Regions from separate parts of the Mus musculus genome. Here region 1 is linked to region 2. The links are chromatin contacts, called in public promoter capture Hi-C maps. All regions are on one chromosome and are shown on one strand. Each heading gives the region's core, a stretch centred on a gene start, on an enhancer-like site or on the middle of the called end of the contact. The rest is flanking DNA. Distances are from core to core; before and after follow the strand shown.

Evidence for each region. Capture Hi-C pulls out chosen DNA fragments and counts their contacts.
Region 1: a contact with region 2 is called in a promoter capture Hi-C map of adipose tissue. The contact joins the promoter of H2-Aa here to the promoter of Pfdn6 in region 2.

The regions. Positions count from the first base shown.
Region 1 is chr17:34,286,198-34,292,769 of GRCm38.p6, reverse strand. H2-Aa (histocompatibility 2, class II antigen A, alpha) reads left to right here and starts at 4,947. Exons shown (of 5, transcript NM_010378.3): 1 at 4,947-5,088. The coding sequence starts at 5,004.
Region 2 is chr17:33,937,560-33,944,001 of GRCm38.p6, reverse strand. It overlaps Pfdn6 (prefoldin subunit 6), which reads left to right and starts at 3,659. Exons shown (of 4, transcript NM_010385.2): 1 at 3,659-3,978; 2 at 4,184-4,254; 3 at 4,339-4,463; 4 at 4,891-5,093. The coding sequence starts at 3,915. The coding sequence ends at 5,014. It overlaps Wdr46 (WD repeat domain 46), which reads right to left and starts at 3,279. Exons shown (of 15, transcript NM_020603.2): 1 at 3,196-3,279; 2 at 2,911-3,117; 3 at 2,730-2,810; 4 at 2,484-2,596; 5 at 2,282-2,369; 6 at 2,119-2,180; 7 at 552-656; 8 at 294-444; 9 at 66-201. The coding sequence starts at 3,264. It overlaps Rgl2 (ral guanine nucleotide dissociation stimulator-like 2), which reads right to left. Exons shown (of 18, transcript NM_009059.2): 18 at 6,315-6,442.

The sequences.
Region 1 (6,572 bases), core at 3,698-6,197, 350 kb before region 2:
GACACATAACTGGTGCCCTCTGCATTCCCATGATGGCAGAGGGCTCACTTGAAGTCTTTAAGTCACTCTTGTTTATAGCCTCACTTTTGATTCAGATCTGAGGGTGTGTGCCAGGCCGGTCCCAAAGCTTGCCTGTGACCCAGAGCTCAAAGGTAGCATCCATCCCCACACCCTCCTGCTGACCTCACCTCAGGTAGAACCTTTTCCAGGCAGAGACCTCAGAAGGACACACCCACGACTGAGTTCCATCCATATCTTCCTACCCAACCCCCAAACTCAGCCACCCCACTCCTGGCAAGCCATGCTTCCACGACAAGAAAATGGTGCAGAAACTGGATCAAAACAACACTTTAGTCAGAATAGGGAACTATAGAAAGAATATCTTAGTTATAGGGGATATCTATTAAACCCATAGAGAATCTGAATTTATGTGTATAATAAGAAATAAAATGAATTATTAAAATATTATTAAAAATTTGAGGCTGAAAAAGATTTCTATATTCTCAAAGATAAATATAATGCATACATTTAAAACAGGTTCATTCAACATCGACACAAACCTTTTTAAAGCTGAGGCTGTTTTTCTGGAAATCAATATGAAACACACACACAAGCGCACAAGTCTAAGACCAGAGTGGTTTTATAAAATATTAGCTTTCCCATTAACACTTGCTTAATTTTTCCAGAGTTCTGCTTATTTTTATCTATTTTTATTTATTGCTTTTATATGGAGACAGTGTTTTCACTTATTTAATAATATCTATAACAACTACGATAACAATTATAACCCTGTAATAAAGAGTTAATTCTAAAGATAGGTTCTGGACAATAGAGTGTCCTCGCAGTGTAGCTGGGTCCTCTGCTCTCTACCCCTCACTCCCTAGCTGGTGTCCCTGAACCAAGGAAACAGAAGCTGACCTCAGAAGCTAACCAGAGCTCACTGCTCTGAGCCTCAGCCTAAGCCGCACGCATTGAATGCATTCTCTTCAACCAATGAGGAGCAAGTGTGGGCGGCGTCACTTGTCTCCGGAAGAACATGCTGTGGGAACGCACAAGAACAGAAGGGTACAGACACAGGCATTTCACATCACAAAGCCAACAAAACTGGAGTAAAAGAGGCTTGTATAACAAAACCTAACATATTCAGTGAAACATGGAAAGCTGAAGCGCTGGCCCAGGGTCCTGGGTAGAATATGACATAAATCAAATAAATGAAATTCCAAAATTAGCGGCGTAAATACGAAAACAAATAGGAATGCTAATCAGGCCTTAAATAATGTAAAAAACACAAAAACAAAAACAAAACAACTAATTATATTAATCTCCACAGTCCTGACTCCCTTCCACAAAGCAGTCAGGGGCTAACACTGGCCCCATCCACTGTAACCTTCTCTTCAGAGCCAGACATGGTAGCTCTAGGTCAGCGGTTCTCAACCCAACCCGTTCACAGAAATCGCATATCAGATATTCTGCATCTCAGGTATTTACATTATGATTCGTAACAGTAGCCAAACAACAGTTATGAAGTAGCAACAAAATAATTTTATGGTTCGGGGACAGCACAACATAAGCAATATTAAAGGGCCACAGCATTCGGAACTATGGAAGGTCGAGAACCACTACTCTAAGGGGGCTGTAATTCCACACTTCCAAGGCTAAAGCAGGAGGATTTTAAGATTGAGGCCAGCCTGTGGAGGTTGATGCTTTTGCTTTGGTTTTGCTGTGTCATCAGACCCAAAAATAAATCAAACATAGGAATCCTATCCTCCCCCACTTGGCTGACGGCCCTTATAGATCCTTCTCCCTTTGGGCAGCAAAATCCAATGAATGAACCTCAAGTGTTTCCGACATTCAGAGATCAAAGAAAGGCAATGCAGGAAAGACTTTACATTGTTACAGTTTTCTCATTACACAGTTTGTAAACTACACAGTTTATGCAACTTTGTACCATTTTTATTGTATTGATAACGCTTACACAGGTCTTTTCAGTAAACATTGACAAATATATACATTCTTATAACTCGCACCCCTATCAAGATGTAGTTTTCTATATCTACATAAAAATCATATGTCGGGGGCATGGGAAGTGATACTGTCTAGGGGATGACTAGGATAACGTAGGACAGCAGGGATTGTGGGTGAACACAGTCAAGGTGCACAACAAACTTGCATCGAAGTGTATTTACAAAACACAATACTTCGTACAAGAAATATGCTCCAATAACAATTTATTTTTAAAAAGCTGTGGGGGCTGAGAGATGGCTCAAGAGTTAAGAGTATTTGCTGCTCTTGGAGAGGACCTGAGTTTAGTTCCCAGCATCCTAGTTGGGTGTCTGGAATTGCCCTGGAATGCCAGATCCAGGATCGACTGTCTCTTCTAGATTCCATGGGGATCCACATGTGAACACCCACACTCAGAGACACACAAATACACATAATTTAAAATAGCATGTTTCAGATAGAGAAATATGCTCAACGAACTACACACGGTACACTATGGACTTAGCCCATATGACCACTACCCTGATTTTAAGTTATAGAACAAACATCTCTGCTCTAAGATTTCTAAGAAAAGGAATTATATAGCACATAATCTCTTTAAAATATTTATTTACTGCTCTTATTTATCTGTATATGTGTATGCCTGCATGAGTTTATGTGCACCGCACACATAAAAGTCCCAAGGGAGGCCAGTGGGTGCCCAGGAGTTGGAGTTCCAGACCACTGTGGGCCCCATGTGGGAGCCCTGACCTTTGCAGCAGTCAGAGCCATCCCTCCAGCCTCAGTATGTCTTCTTGTTTCTGATTTCTTTGGTTTTGTGGATGCTCATCTTTGCTTTTATTTTTTAATTTATTTTTAAGTTTGTGTGTGCGTGTGCATGTGTGCTTTTTTTACCATGTGTGTGCTGTGCCCTCAGAGGTCAGAAGAGGGCATCAGATTCCCTGCAGCTGAAGTTACAGCTGGTTGTGAGCTGCCATGTGGGTGCTGAGATCTGATCTTGTGTCCTCAGCAAGAGCAGCCAGTGCTCTTCTCTGCTGAGACGGCTCTCTGCCCCTCATCTCTGCTTTGATTTCTGTCTGTAGTTTTTCCTTTCTATTACCGAGTAGAGGTCTGCTGTTAGAACTGACCACATATTCTCCACAGGGCACTCTCCTATGGAGCTGCCTGCAAGTTGTGCAGGGGACTTCACGGATGCAGCTTTTGTGAGTCACTGTCTATATAGGGGTGGGCTGTGTGTGTGTGTGTGTGTGTGTGTGTATGTGTGTGTGTGTGTGTGTGTAGCTGCCTCTGGGTCACCGGGTACCTGTAAGTTACTCTTCTCCCATGATCCTGTTCACCAGAGAAAGGGAAAGAGAAACCTTGCCAGCCAGATCACTGGGCCTCCCAGTAAAGGCCTGTTGGAGCCAAGGATGTAAAGCTGGTGGGGAGACATACGAAGAAAACTGTTGCTTTCGCTTATATAGCTGTGGGGTGAACTGGCATGGCCAAGGCCCCAGGGGCAGATGTAAACTCAGTGCAGGCAGAGGACACAGTGACTCCCCTTCCTCAGACAAGCCTCCTCTTGCTATTAAGGCTTCCCAGCTGTGGACAACTCAGCCTGATTGTCCAGGATCATCTCTCTTACTTAACATCATCTGGTTACAGATTTAATCACATCCACAAAATACCTCCACAGATACCTGGGTATTTGGCTGAATAGCAGGGCACTATAACCTAAACACTCAAAACTGGTCACTACTACTATCTAAAGGGAATTTTCCCTTATTCCACTAACAAATGGGTGCACGTAGAGAAACTCCGTGATTACCTTAATATGTTTGCCTAGAAGGAGGCAAAAGCTGCACCCAGCATCTACTTCATTGTGTCCAGGCAGATGCTGGGGTGTCCTGTCCCACCCCTCTGTGGTCCCCTTTGAAGTGCAAGGGCTTGCACACTCATCTCAGGAGGACAGAAGAGCTGGTCTCAAATGTCCAGGAGCTTGTGTTCTCCACAGAATGCAGAAAACTCAGTCTTCTATAAGCAAGAGAACCCACAATGGTTGCTGAGACTTAAGCCTCAGACTCCCACACTTTTCTGAAATGTCACATAAGGGGGCAGCAAATTTGGAAAATCCAGTAGTTTGTGAAAGAAAGATACTTTTCTAAGTTAGAAAAAAATCCTTTCTACCTGACACTAAATATAAAAATTAAAAAATATTTTAAGAATAACTGAGCTACCCATAACTTTCTTGTGTGTGTTCAGTGTCCCTAAATTTCCTTTAGAATACAAAGATTGCTCAAAAGGAGAGGTGAAATCTGGATAAAGCACTGTGCACTCCTCTAGGTGCCAGATAGGTCCTCACAGCTCTGTGTTCCATCTGGTAACACCAGGGCTACTGCCCAGAGCAAAGAACCTCACCAACCGGGTTTACACAAGCAGAAAGAGCAAAGCCATTGACTGACCACAGTCTGTGGGGACACCTTGGGTAGGTGGATCATCTCACAATTTGGAGTACTCTGCACACACTATGGGAAGAAATAAAGAAAAACCAGCTAACTCATGATGCATGCAAGCAAGAGAAAGTAACTGGGTGTCGAAGTTGGAGGGGCACCAGGAAAGAAATAAATTCGGGGGGGGGAGGCTTTCTGAACAGTGCAGCCCAGACAGTTATGAAGAACAATATTATTGTGGGTGAGTTCGCCTGTCCATGTTCAGAAATCCCCTCCTCTCTTGCCATCTGTGCACATAAGCACAAGAGAAAGAGTCTGACTTAGAACCCACTTCTTCCCAGGCACTCTCTCGGGTCTACTCTGAGTAGAGCCTGCAGCAGGTTCAGGGAGTTCCCCTAGCCTCTTCCAGGCCTCCTAATACAAAGTCTGCAGCTGGCAACTTTGACGTCATCACAAGAGAATTTTCTGATTGGTTCTGGCGAGTTTGGTTTGGGTGTGTGATCTCCTTGGCTGGATCCTCACAATCTCTTGAAGACTCAGGAGAGCAGCTTCAGAGACCTCCCAGAGACCAGGATGCCGCGCAGCAGAGCTCTGATTCTGGGGGTCCTCGCCCTGACCACCATGCTCAGCCTCTGTGGAGGTGAAGACGACATTGAGGGTGAGTTGTGCAGCTGAGGGATGCCTGGAGCCGGGCAATGGGAAACCCACAGAAGAGGGAGATACAAATTCTCAATATGAAGAGGTCTAACAACTGTGTGATCCATTCTTCAGGAGGCTCTGGTTGGTCAGCTCACAATCCACCAAACCATGATTCTACTAGTGGGCCCAGTGAGGGAAGGAAGAAATTGGGAATTGGGAGTGTTTCCCACGAATAAATGATTTTCATTACTGAAAATCTAATTTCCATAATTACTATGACTCTAAAATTTCTGTGAGTTTCTGAAGCCTTTGTACCTGTAGTGTACTCTGAGGAAAACCTTTCCGTGAATCATGTTCACAAATATACAGCAAATGCTTCCCTTGTGTGGTGGTTTCCACACACCTTTTTCAAGCTAGGAGCTGGCCCTGGTGGGAAGTGAGAGAAGGAGGTCACTATTTTACCCGACGATCTTAGTGGTTTTGGATTTCCTCACGTGTCAACTCACAAGTGACAAGTCAAATAAATATGTAGATGTGCTTTAAAAATAGTGAAGGCAACGCTGGGTGGGCCTGGCAGTGCTTGGCAGTAACTACGGTGCTAAGGTGCCCAAGCAGGAGGATTGTGAGTTCAAGGATAGCCTGATCCCCTAGTGAGATCATGTCTCAAGAATGTATCCATTCATTAGTAAATGCTTTAAATGCCATCTTCCTCTTTCTTTCCATTATAGATACCATTGAACATTTTTGTAACAAAGTAAGGAATGTGAGCTGCCTGTTCTATAGGCCATTTATACCCCATGAAGTTCTGTAACAACCCAGGCAAGCACAAGCTACAGGAGCCTGTGGCCTTCCTCCTGAGCTGCCCACCTCCCTCCACACTCTGCCGACATTCCATGTCCTCTGTCATATCTCTCCTTAACTCCACGCTGTTTTACAGGCGTGAATAGGAGCTTGTGTAAAATAGCAGTTGAAAAGTCAAATGTCTGAAACAGGAAGTGAAAGGGGTTGAGCGTCCTTGCAAAGAGTGGCTGCTCTCTTTCCAGCTTTGGCAGGAGATGGAAGTCTCACCTATCCCTCATGGAGGGTGGGTGGGGGTGGTGGCTTCTTTGTCCCCAATTTCTTCAGTGTCACACTAGGGCACCTTAATCTGGTGTGAGCGGGCACAGTGGGCACAGTTCTGAGGAACATATAACTGAAGGGCTACATGAAAATATCCCTACTTCTTTTTAATTTAGAAAAAAGTGAAAGTTTCAAGATCTAAGAAAATGCTTTGACTTTAATTTAGCCTGTGTTACATTTTCTTATATATAGAATATGACCTTCAATATTTTCATCTAGGAAGAGCCCAAAAGCTAAGTGCATGGGACATACCGGTCCCAATGCAGCCCAGGTCATCCCTGACAGTGACTTTCACAAGGTTCTGCAGCCTTCCCATCATCCCCAAAGTCTCCACGGGCCTCAAAATTAGCAATCACCACTCAATACTCGCTCTGTAAAGCATTT
Region 2 (6,442 bases), core at 2,410-4,909:
ACATATAATAAATAAATAAATAAATAAATCTTTAAAAAAAAAGAAAGGAAAATCCCGGAACTGACCATTACTGTGTCCCAGGTGGATAACAGCATTGTAGGGGTTCTGAGCCATGACACTGAGCCGTCCCGCCCGCACGTTCAGAGCTGTCACGATCTTCCCCACTGACACATCCAGGTAGGTCAGAAACCCTGTCTCTGACTGAGAGAGAAACAAGATGTCCAGCTACGGGTCCTAAAGGAGAGAGGTCCTCCCAAGACACCCACCGGATCCTCTGCCCCATAACCACTCACAGTGGTGGCCAGGAGGAAGTGGAAGGGGAGGAACTCAAGCCGGGTCACTCGGTCACAGCGGCGGATGCAGTGAAGCTCGATGCCTTGGTTGTCGTAGATATAAAGCCAGCGGTTCTGAGCGACTGCGAGCAGAGCCTCAGAATGGAGGAAGCTGGGTAGAAAGGAGGAGGGGTTCATGGGAGACAGGACCACAGGGCACCATCCAATAGGGAACGGCCTGGCCCACTCCCATCGACCGCCAACAGAGGAAACACTGACTGGATGTCCCGTACTGCTTCCATGACGTTGATCTCACACATGAGCTTCTTGGTCACCCAGTCGAGGGCAGCCACGTGACCCCGACGCCCTCCTAAAGCCAGGTGTCTGGAGGAGGTGAAGCAAAGGCAGAAGTGTTAATTCAGGGAGCACCCTGACCCAGACTGGAATAATTCAGCCAGCCCCATCCCAGCCCCTCGACAGACGGGAGGAAGTGTGTTGCTGCAAACAGTAGCAACCAGACCCACACTGCGAGTAACTGAAGGTGGCACAGGTCATGTACCTGAGGAGACACAGCCAAATCTTAGCTCAAGAGTCACAGAAGGGGCTAGGGACATGGCTCAGTCAGTAAAGTGTTTGCCACAAAAGTATAACAGCCTGAGCCCGAATCCCTGGCACACATGTAATCCCAGTGCCAGGAAGGCCAAGACAGGCAGATATTGCTGGACACTGGTTCAGTGAGGAACCTGCTCAAAAATAAGGTGGAGGAACCGAAGAGAGGGGTCAATGGCGAAGAACACTTGCTGGTCTCATGAGAATGCTGGGTTGGTTCCCAACAGCACGTCACTCACAACCAAATCGTCCGTAAGACAATTCCTGTGGATTGCCTGTGTGATGCCGTCTTCTGACTTGTAGATTTGATGCCCTCTTTTTTTTTTTAAAGATTTATTTATTATTATACATAAGCACACTGTAGCTGACTTCAGATGCACGAGAAAAGGGCGTCAGATCTCATTACAGGTAGTTGTGAGCCACCATGGGGTTGCTGGGATTTGAACTCAGGACCTTCAGAAGAGCAGTCAGTGCTCTTAACTGCTGAGCCATCTCGCCAGCCCCCTGATGCCCTCTTCTGACTTGCATGATACCAGGCACACACGTGATGCTCAGACATATGTACAAGCAGAACACTCGTACACATAAAATAATAAATAAAAACTTAGAAGCATTGGAAAATAAAGAAGTTCAGGAAGAAGACCCTGTGGCTGAAAGTATTTTCTGTACAAACCCGGTGCCCTGAACCACAAGAAGGCAGATGGAGAAAATGGCTCTATTTGAGCTGGCCCCACACACCATGTCATGGGCATGCACAAGCATACTCATACACACCAACAATAAGAAAGAAAAAAACGGAAAGCAATACGTGAAGATGCCATGTTGACCTCTGGGGTTCATGTGTGTACACACCCACATGCAGGTATACCGACACACGAACTTGCGTACACAGCACACACATACATAATAAAGCCCCTGGAAGCTGAGAGGCGGTGCGTAGCTCAATAGTCAAGTTCACTCACCCACAACGTCATGGGCTTCACACCCAGAACCACCAAAAAGCGCCCAGCTTCCTCGGGCTCTTGCTGCGATGAGAGGCTATAACCCTAGCACGCACCAATCACCCAAGCCCAAAAGGAAAGGAAGGCAGGGTGACGACGGCAGGGGGCTTGCTGGCTTCCAGGTTAATAGAACACAAGCCCCAGGTTCTCTTCTGGCACACACACACACACACACACACACAGAAATAATTGAGTCCTTTTTTAGAGAGAACAGAGCCTCCGGAACTCAACCTTACCTCCCTGTTCGAGAGTAATTCAGTCTGTAGGGTCCGAACTGTCTTAGATTCAGGTCAAAGTGCTAGAAAGGGTGAAGTGTCCGTGAGACAACGAACTCACAAACCCCATCCCACCCCCAGCCCCATCCCGAGTCTCCAGGCTCCTCTCCCAGCCTGGGCTCACCTTGGCAGCACTGGCGATGTCCACAGCCTCCACGATGTCTGTCTGCAGGATTTTTGCCGTGTCTTCCCCATCTTCTCCTACCAGAAACCTAAAAGGCAGTTAGGATGACGACGGTGACGGTCCCCACCATGCAGCGGGCATACAAACATAAAAACGCAGAGAGACAGGACAGCGGGGAAAGCCCAGGTCGGGGTCCACTCACCCAGGTTCCTCTGCAAGCAGCAGCTCAGCGCGGGCGGCTCTGACGCTTGCCTCTTCCTCTTGCGCTTCAGCCTTCTCGAGTTTGCTTTGAGTTTTAGGCTTCGAATGTGGGAGCTACGGCATTGTTGACAGGGTTGCAAGAACCGAAGAGCATATGTGGGGGTCCCAGGAAAACCACTGGGGAAGCCGCCACCACCTCATCCAAACCCTCGGCCTCCAATCCCTCTGACAGCCCGCCGGTCCTCACCGTTTTGGACTTGTCAATTCGACAAAACTTCCGGGCCTCCTCCAGGGGGGCGGGGACGGGTCCTGGGAACGGGTCCTGAGCCTGGCGAGGACAAGGAGGCAGGAGGCAGATTCTGATGGATCCGGTTCCTCTCGATCTCCGGGGACGACCTGCACCGCCACCCTGTCAACCCCAGGCTCACCCCCGACAGCGTCCTCTGAGGCTTCTTCCAGTCTGGAGCGGTCTTTGAGATCGGGGGCTTCTTGGAGAACCGGGACTTCTGGGCGATGTGCGCGCTCTTGGACCTCGGGGGTCGCGACTCCCCAGTCCTCGCCTTCTTCCGAGGCGGCCCCGGGGAGGTGGCGACGGCGGCCGGGGTGGTCTCCTCCTCCCAGTAGCGCCGCGGTTTCTAAGGGGCAGAGGAAAAGCCTTCGCACACGCTGCCCGAGCCTGGGCCCGGGACGCGGACACCTCCCACCAAAGCTACCTTCCTCTTGGCCTGAGGCTTGTCTCTCTTGGGTGGGACACCCCTACCCGGCTTGGGGGCTGTCTCCATCTCCAAGACCGAACAACGATCCACGTGCGAAACTCCCTTGAGTAGTAGCTCGGCGGTCTAGGAAAACTTCCGGAAGTCCCCCCCTTCATCCAATCAGCGCCGTACCGGCGTCTGAAGCCTCCGGCGCCATGTTAAGTGAGGGCATGCCTCTGTGAGCCCGGGAGGATCGCCCGAGGAGCAGCTTATAACCAAATAAAGATTTAAAAAGCATGTATGAGCCCCGAATCTTGTTAACTATGAGCTTAGATTTTTCCATATTAACTTTTCTGTCTTGCCCAAAACCTCTCGAGCCGAGTCTTTTAGGTCGAACGAGCCTCACACAAGTCAGAACTACATGTTCCAGCATGTATCGGAATGTAACTTCCGGCGCCGTCTTTTTCTCTCCCGTCATGCCTTGTTTACTTCCGGGTTTATTGATTACAGCGGGTAGAGCGTGAAGAGGTTAGCGTTTGGCTTGGAGGGTTCGGGGATCTCTTCTTTCGCTCTCCTTTGCCTAGGGAGTGGCTATTCTGGACGAAAAGAGGCTGCGGCGCCTCGGAGAGTTGCGGGTAGAAAGTGCTGTCCTTCTGCAGGGTCAGGGAGGGGGGATTCAGGTGCCTCCCAGAGCTTGAGACCCAGCGACCCCCGCCCAGGAGGCTTTCTCCTTCACCATGGCTGAACTGATCCAAAAGAAGCTGCAGGGAGAGGTAGAGAAATATCAACAGCTGCAGAAGGGTAAGAGAGGGAGTTGGTGTGGTCTCGCTCCTGTCCGCTCTCATCTATGATGAAGCGTCGCGCCCCATTGGGGGCTGCGGGGGTGCATCTTGTTACCCCTCGCCTCGGTATCGTCGCTTTCTTCCTCACACCCAGTCTCCCCAGAATTGCGCGGTTCTGGGCCCATTTGATGTTTTTAATCGTGCATTTCCTCTCTCCACCCCAGACTTGAGTAAATCTATGTCAGGGAGGCAGAAGCTCGAAGCACAGCTAACGGAAAACAATATCGTGAAGGAGGTGAGGATGGGACGCGGGGGTGGGGGGCGAGGAGGGACTCTCCTGGGCACGATCATCTCATTCACTGCCTCATCCCCTTCTCAGGAGCTGGCCCTGCTGGATGGATCCAACGTGGTCTTTAAGCTTCTGGGACCCGTGCTTGTCAAACAGGAGCTGGGGGAGGCTCGGGCCACAGTAGGGAAGAGGCTAGACTACATCACAGCAGAAATGTAAGTCCTGCGGATGGCGTTTTCAGTGCACAAGTGTTAAACCCGTGCTGGATAGTTCTCCACTTACCCATTTCTGTAAAGTCCTGGCTGCCCTGGAACTCGCTCTGTAGACGGGGCTGACCTGACACAGATGCGCCTGCTGCCGCCTCCTAAAGGATGGGATTAAAGGCATGTGGCACCACTCCTGGCCTTTCTTGCTGTGTGACATCTGGTGAGGGCACTTGTCAAAGGACAACCTGCGGGAATGTTTGCCTCCCTACTGTGGGGTTCTGTAGCTTGAATTCAGGTGCCAGCCTTGGAGGACAGCAGCCCTCTCTTCCCCTTAGTGCCATCCCCGCTTTCTGTCCCACAAACCTCCAGTCTTCCACCATATCATTGAGCCCTGGCTGATATCTCCTCTCCGTTTGCCTCCCTTTGCCCTCCTCAGCAAGCGCTACGAATCACAGCTTCGGGACCTCGAGCGGCAGTCAGAGCAACAGAGGGAAACCCTTGCTCAACTGCAGCAGGAGTTTCAGCGGGCCCAAGCTGCAAAGGCTCCTGGGAAAGCCTGACCCCGTGGGAGGGGGTCAGGAGGGAGGGATGAGGCTAACCCTGAGCCAATAAAATGTAAACAGAACCAAGCCTACTTTACAGCCAGTCTTTCTTCACTGTACTTCCATTCCCGTACACTTTTACACCTCTTGAGATTCACGGTCTTGTGACTGAAATCTCTCAGTGGCCGGATTCTGTTTTGCTTTCCTGTGGCTGAGAACTGTGCCCAGGGTGTTTCCTTGGGTCCCTTCAGTTTCAAAACTTTAGTCTGAAACGTCTCAAGCTATTTCTTGCCTGTACATACAACCCTTTGACTTCCCTACGTTGGTTGGCGTAACCGGGAGACACGGGAGAAGACACTGTCTACAGTGCAGCATGTTGTTCGTTGCCATAGAACTCAGTTCTCTGGCCTGAGAGCCCAGGAAATGACAGTCACTCACGGTGAGCACTTGTCTCCCCAAGCAGCCCTAGCCCTAGACTGTTACCTGATTTCCCCGTCTATCTTCTCAGGGTTGGTTTGAATGTAACTTTTTTTGGTTTTGGAGACAGGGTTTCCCTGTGTAGTCCTGGAACTCACTCTGTAGTGAGGCTGGCCTCGAACTCAGAAATCCGCCTGCCTCTGCCTCCCGAGTGCTGGGTTTAAAGGCGTGCGCCACCACACTGGTCAGTGAATGTAACTTTTAACTAATCTTGAAATTCCTTCCAGATTCGTATGTCCACCCCCACAAAGCCGTTCTTTGGTTTCTTTGTCCCAAATTATTTCTTAGAAATCTGGCTTGAGGGGCTGGTGAGATGGCTCAGTGGGTAAGAGCACCCGACTGCCCTTCCGAAGGTCCAGAGTTCAAATCCCAGCAACCACATGGTGGCTCACAACCATCCGTAATGAGATCTGACACCCTCTTCTGGTGTGTCTGAAGACAGCTACAGTGTACTTACATATAATAAATAAATAAATAAATAAATAAATAAATAAATAAATAAATAAAATGATTTAAAAAAAAAAAGAGATCTGGCTTGAGAGAAGTCCATAGGGATCACTGTCATCCAGGAGCCCCTGCTTCTTAGGGGACAAGAAGAAACGGGTGTTTAAAGGAGCCAGGACTGAAGGGAACCCTGGGATACCTTTCACCAGTATCTGTTCTCGGGTCCAAGGATGGCACCCAGGGCCTCCCACCTCCCGAATCCCACCAAACACTTTGCTACTGAGCTATACCAGGTACCTCCTGGGACTAGAACCACTGCCCCTTGGTCTGGGCCACCTAACTTCAACCCACTGCCCTCGCAGTATCCAGCTCCGCGCACTGAAGGATGGGGACAGGGTTCAGGTAGTGTTTTGGTTTATTTTCTTAGTGTTGTCACAGTGACAGGAATCCCCAGAGTGGGACAAGAACCTCTTGTCACTGCCCTCTGCCCCAGGCTCAGCCTCTAGGCCTTCCCTTGGCCTGTCA